Regions from separate parts of the Callithrix jacchus genome. Here region 1 is linked to region 2. A link is a contact called in public Hi-C data. All regions are on one chromosome and are shown on one strand. Each heading gives the region's core, a stretch centred on a gene start, on an enhancer-like site or on the middle of the called end of the contact. The rest is flanking DNA. Distances are from core to core; before and after follow the strand shown. Region 1 overlaps CRADD (CARD and death domain containing adaptor protein). Region 2 has its middle 23 kb from the start of SOCS2.

Region 1 (3,045 bases), core at 348-2,847, 160 kb before region 2:
GTCTCCACTAAAAAATACAAAAATTAACCCAGGCGGTGATGAGGTCCTGTAGTCCCAGCTACTGGGGAGGCTGAAGTGGGAGAATCCCTTAAGCCCAGGAGGTGGCAGTTGCAGTGAACTGAGATGACCCCACTGCATTCCAGTCTAGATGACAGAGCAAGACCCTGTCTCAAACAAAAAAGAAAGAAAGAAAGAAAGAAAGAAAGAGAGAGAGAGAGAGAGAAAGAAAGAAAGAAAGAAGAAATAATGTCCTAATAGTTATAGCTCTCCAGAAATGGTATGGGCTGCTTCAAAAAGCAGAAGTGTTATAAAAATGTTCCTAGAATCCCATAGAACAATTGGCCTTAAAAACCTCTACACTCTATAAACTCCAAAATTCTGATTCCATTAACTTAGTAACACAGGGAATACTGGCATTACGGGAGTACTAGTTAAGCTACTATTATTCTACAGGCCACATGAACTCATTAAATTTAATATTAGGCATGCAGGATAACTGTCAGAGCAATATGAATTATTAGTATTACAAGTTTCTAAACAGAAATATGCAAAATACTAAAACGAAACTATTTTAAAGGGCAGACATTTATTTTTAATTCCACAGGATTTCTTTTCAAAAGTGAAGCTTGTAGCCTTCTGGTCTGGGTGGGGCGGAAGATGAGAACAGGAGGGCGGCCTGCCCCCCCACCCCACTAACCCCACCCCATGAGGAAGGACCCAGCGCACAACCTGTTCAGGATCTGGAGCCGCACGAACACGTGAGTCTATCCGGACAGCTCACCCCTTCAAAACAAGATCTGCGTACCGGCTCAGGACACAAGAAATTGCCAGCAACCTGTGATCGCTCATTTTTACTGACAGTGGCAACCGGCACTCGGAAGGAATGCTCATTTCTCCGGTGTTGCTTCCCAGAAGCAAATGCAAGTGTTTGTTTATGCAAGATTTACGTTTCACTCAGGTTTGGGTTGGGTTTGTTTTCTGGAGATTGAGCTGAGTTTCTCTGGTTTGCTTGAGTGACGACAAGCTGATCGCTCCATATTTACCTTTCATTCCGGCCAAATTGGACAAAGGCAAATAAACAGGTCTTGCAGGCACCCCCCGGCAGTCGGCGCCGCCTCCCCGCGCTGGGCCAGGCAACCCGGGGCCGCAGAGGAACCGGCGCTCTAGGGCGGCTGGGGCCGTGCGCCTCCCTGCCCCGCTGCGCAGCCCGCGGGTGCCTGGCCAAGCGCTGGCTTATCTGTGGCTCGCACAGCGCCCCCGCGCTCACCAGTTCCTAGAGCAGGGATTCCGAGAAATAAGAAAGAGCCGGGTTCCCTAGAAACATTAAATTAACACAAGGGATCTGGAAACGAAACAGCAGATGCCTGAAAGCCTTCCCCTTGACGGCTTCCTGCCTTCTTGGAAAATCTTTGCATTAAAATAGATTGGATTACCCTGCTTGGCCACATGCTGCTCGGGAACTTTTTTTTTGGGCTTTGGGCTAACATCAAAGGAGAGATTGCCATCTTTTAAAGGATTTTTCTTTTCGAGGTGGTTTGTGGAAGAGCGCCTTTGGGTTGCTGATATTAGCAAAGAGTCTTGGCTGAGCTTTCTGCATTACAATCGAGAACTTTCCATAACAATGGCTAGCAAATCAGATAACAAAGATAATGGCGTGCAGTGGAGACACGAGCACAGAATAAGCACTAAGGGTTCCGAAGCAGAGGTTCCTGTCTCTGGGAAGAGCCTAGAAAGAGCACGGGCCGGCCGCCTCCTTTACAGGGGAGAAAATGTCTTTTATTTCTAAGCCTACTTATTTTGACAATATCTATGAGAACCATCTAATGGCATTTCCAGAGCGTCACAAACAAGCAGAAAGGCTTATGAGTAATATTTTATCGGTCTCTTTGTTCTAAAGCCCATGAACTAACCTCCACCGTCCCTATCTACAAATTAATCAGACCATATAATTTGTAAATTCAAACCCAGTTTAATAACCACACACCTTGAACAGTGGGTTTTCAGCACAGAGGGAATTCCACTTTCATATCATGTTAACTTTCATATTTAAAGCATTTTGGTAGTTGAGAACAAGATCCAAAGCTTCCTATGAGGTATCAGGATTTTGCAGAGGAAAAAGTTTTTACTGGAGTAGCACCTTCTTTGACATTTTAACTTTTTTTCATGATGACCATATTTATGAAGGGATTCTGTAATCCTTAGTCACTGATTAATATATACCATGCTTTCTAGTAAACCTACAGTCCTAAAATGATTCTATGCTTATCCCAAATTTAGGAGCATGATATGGGGGAGAAGTATATTACAACAAGATCCTTGCCAAAGCATGAAAGCAACAAAACTCAACTTAAAGTAATGCAGTCAGACAAAATCATTATATCTGTAATAAGGTAAGTATACAGCTCCGGGAGTTAGCAGCCCTAAATGTTTCTGTTCTAACAACTCACAAGAGATACACAAAATCTATCATTTCCCCTCCCGCCCCGTATGAAAAATTAAAGGGCAATTTCATAACACCTTTGGTGCTTTCTAACTTAATGGCTGGCCTTCAGGAAAAGCAAGTACAATTTTTACGTGTTTATAAAAAAGCAAAGGAAAATGTTGCAAAAAATTACTTGGCTCGAAGGCCACAGAGAAAGCCGGAATCTGCAGGACTCACCAAACTACACAGCTGTTTTAAAACCGAAAGTCAAACAGCTTTTAACAGGTATTAAGTATTTTCTGCAACAAAATTATCAAATATACATACTTCTTTTTATACTGCAAATAGACATTTTATTTTTATTAGAAAAAAACTATAGTTATACAAACAATAACTAGACTGCTGTAATAAGAATAAATATAACTAGCCACGTAATACTAATCAATGCTGGCTTTTTAAAAACTTACCAGAGAATTTCAAAATGATTCTGAATGATCAAGTGTGACTCCTATATTTTCTAGATAGGCACTGATGTTAAGAATAAGGCTTTCACAGAAATATAATCCAATTTCTTATTTCCATGGCAACAAATAAAAATGATGACAAAAATCACTAAGAAAGCT
Region 2 (3,100 bases), core at 246-2,745:
CCGACCAACTCCCTTATATAATATTCTTTCTAGTAATGTGGGTAAACATGTTTATATTACCAGCTGTCAGAAGAGAGTTCTCTACAATAAGTAAATTCTGTACTAGTTATCCAGGAAAAAAAAAAAGAATTATATCTAAATAACTGAATTGAGAATAAAAGGAGCCAGATTTCTTGATCTGGAAAATAAAAATAGAAAAATCCTATGAATGCCACTAACAAATCGTTAATTACATGACAGATTTCAGAAAGAATATCTTCTAAAGTCTTAATGGACTTAAAAAATTAAAAGAGTTAGGCAATAGATATTTTAATAGTTAAGAAACATCTTCATTTCACTTTTTAAAAGCTTTTTTACAGAATATATAAAGAGCTGTAAAAATGAAAGTACTATGATATTGAAGGTCAACTTGAGTCAAAATAAGAAAAGGAGACGCAGAGTTCAGCTCAACTGTTCTATGGCAGTTTCCTATTCTGACATTCTCTACATTATCCTTAAATTTAAATACATTATTAACTTGAATTCATTGTCTTCTGAATTGGAATTATAAAAATAAATGTGTGTGAAATGTTAAAAACAACCTGAACTGAGAAACCAATTTGTTTTTCCCTTCTTATTTCAAAAAACAATTTATTTTTGAATTTCTAAAGCAAATAATTATAATCCCCCAGTGCTTCCTGTCAGTTGCGAACATTCTATTTGGGGACATCATAGAACTGCACACTTCACCTCCTCTCTCTTCCTGCTGGCTTGTGATGTGTTGCTGGAAACACTGATTTAAAATTAAGAGTTTTGATTAAACAGGCTTTCTATTTTCTTTATTTTAAGGCAGAAGTCTCTGTATGGTAACAGAGTAGCTTACAAAGCCAAAGAGATTCAGACCTTAAATGGGAAATTTATTTTATTTTATTTTAGCATGGTTTAGTTTGATTTTTTTGTTTGTTTGTTTTCCTTTTTGCTGACACCCAGATCCTATTCTGATGACCTGTGTTTGCTTAAGATGAGTTTTCAGGGTGAGTGGGCTTGGTCTTAGAAGGGTTATTTTCCAGATAAGCAGGTAATATGGGTAATAAAATACTTGTCAAAGTCCTGTATAATTCCCACAAAGTTGGCTATAATCTAAAAGGTAATTGAGATGCTACTATGATTATTTATAAAGCAATCTAATAGCAATGTGAACCACAAGATTTTTGAAACATATCTTGGTATCTGGTTTCATCTGTAATAGGTCTTAACTATACAAATTTAAATTTAAAAGAACAAGATGAAGTGTTTCTGTGTAGGTGGAGTGCTTTAAGCATTTCGGAGTCATAAGCAGATCAAGTATCCCATTGAAGGCAGGATCTAGATAAAGAATCCGGTCAGTGTGATAACAACCTTAGGCAAAGCTAATTCCTTCTCCAGAACCACCTTCCAGTTGTAGGAAATCCGTTTTATTGTTCCTAGAATTGGCCATCCATCTGGTATTAGGAGTGGGTGCAGAGGATAACTGGGATGAAAAGAAACAAACACGAAACGGGAGAGAGAAGACAGAAAACCAGGATAAGGGGACAGAGGGTGGGGATGACAGGAAACTGGAGAAACTTTTACCATAGTTGTGCTCAATCAATGTCTTTTGAACAGAACTAATTGACGGTGATATTATTACACATACCAAAAAAAGAAAAATTAAAAAATGCTTTCTCAGTCCCCCCCCTCACCCCAGGGTTTTTAAAGTCAGCTGTCTTTGGAGTCACGGTCAAGGCATGGAGCCTGTCCCATAGCTGTGAATGCCTCTGATCAAAGCTGGGACGAAGTTGTTGAGGCCTCTCCACTAGGTTTCTGAGACGTCTTTTCTAGAATAGAAATTTAACTTTGAAGTCATTTAATTAGCAAATAAACAGGTTTATTTGATCTCAATGGTAAATAGGTTTAAAAATGAACAGTATTTTAAGTAAAACTCTCAGCTATGTGTACAACTTGAAAGAATTTATTTCAGTAGGAAATATGAATGGGTACAACCTTTTGGGAACGTGATTTGGAAATAAATATCTATTAAAATGTTTAATGCCACGTACCCTTGGACCCCAAAGTTTCACCGCTAAGAATGTACTCAACATATATGTTTCCATAAGCAAACAGCAACATTAGCACACAGATTTGTGCCAAATCATTGTTTGTAATAGCAGGAAACAGAGCAACCTGAATATCCACTGGCATGGGATTGGTTCACTCAGGAACGGTACACTCATATCATGGAATATTGTGCAGCTGTTGAAAAGAATGAGGTAAAGCCTTATGTTGCCATGAAAATATAAATAGATATAGATAGATATAGGTAGATATAGACTCCAAATCATACATTTAAAAAGCAAAATGCAGAGCAGAAAGTATAGTACAGTAATATCCGTGTGTGCTTTAAAAAATGATTTAAATAGAGGCTTCAACTGCATTTAAAAAAAATCTGGAACAATAAAAAGGAAACTTTTAATAATAGTTACCTCTGGGGAGTGGGACGGGAGTTGGGCAATTTTTTCATTTTGCACACTTCTGAACTGAACTGAATTGAACCATGAGCATGTTATCACTTTTAGAATAATTGAAAAACTAGCTCCTAAGGACAGGTCGTATTTATCCTGCATTAACAAAAACAAAAGCGATGCTCTCATCTGGGATCATCTATGGAAGCCACATCCCTGGCCACATTTTCCTATACGGTATAGTGAGACCCTGAAGGCTACGTGAAAGGTTAAAATAACCCATGAGATGTGCTGCAGAAACGTTGCACCCAGCCATCTGCTCTCAATACCACACTCATCTGGTGCGCTTCCAAAGTGAAACGCCTTGACGTGGGTCAGCTTGTGACCGGCTCCTTGCTGCCGACGCTGGGTTACATAAGATCCTGGGAGACCCAAGCGGCGCCCCGGACGCATCTGGGAGGAGCTGCCACGCCACAGCTCCGTGGGGCTCCGCACTCGAGCCTGGCCACGGACAAAAAGAACTTTTGCTGCACCACCCCTGGCGCCAAGATCACCTCCCTCTTGGGAGAGTGTGTGCACGTCGTAGACGCTGGAGCCTGCCCCTGCAAGAACTCCGTTTGAAAATTCTTCAAGGAGAAAGA

The links. Hi-C and Micro-C count contacts between places; a contact is called where the count stands out from the background.
Region 1: a contact with region 2 is called in a Hi-C map of skeletal muscle, with 5 times the contacts expected there. The contact joins two enhancer-like sites. A contact is called at or near these places in 2 of 3 Hi-C or Micro-C datasets (both in skeletal muscle).

What each region holds. Positions count from the first base shown.
Region 1 is chr9:96,809,878-96,812,922 of calJac240_pri, reverse strand. The region is part of intron 2 of CRADD (CARD and death domain containing adaptor protein); the gene reads right to left. Among named protein-coding and RNA genes, the nearest start is that of CRADD, 70 kb to the right of the region's middle. Within about 2 kb of position 1,597, at least 15 of the 16 cell types and tissues checked have an H3K27ac peak or open chromatin away from gene starts, as enhancers often do. A contact at or near this core is called in skeletal muscle, where this site is marked.
Region 2 is chr9:96,654,641-96,657,740 of calJac240_pri, reverse strand. No RefSeq gene overlaps it. Among named protein-coding and RNA genes, the nearest start is that of SOCS2, 23 kb to the right of the region's middle. Within about 2 kb of position 1,495, at least 1 of the 16 cell types and tissues checked has an H3K27ac peak or open chromatin away from gene starts, as enhancers often do. A contact at or near this core is called in skeletal muscle, where this site is marked.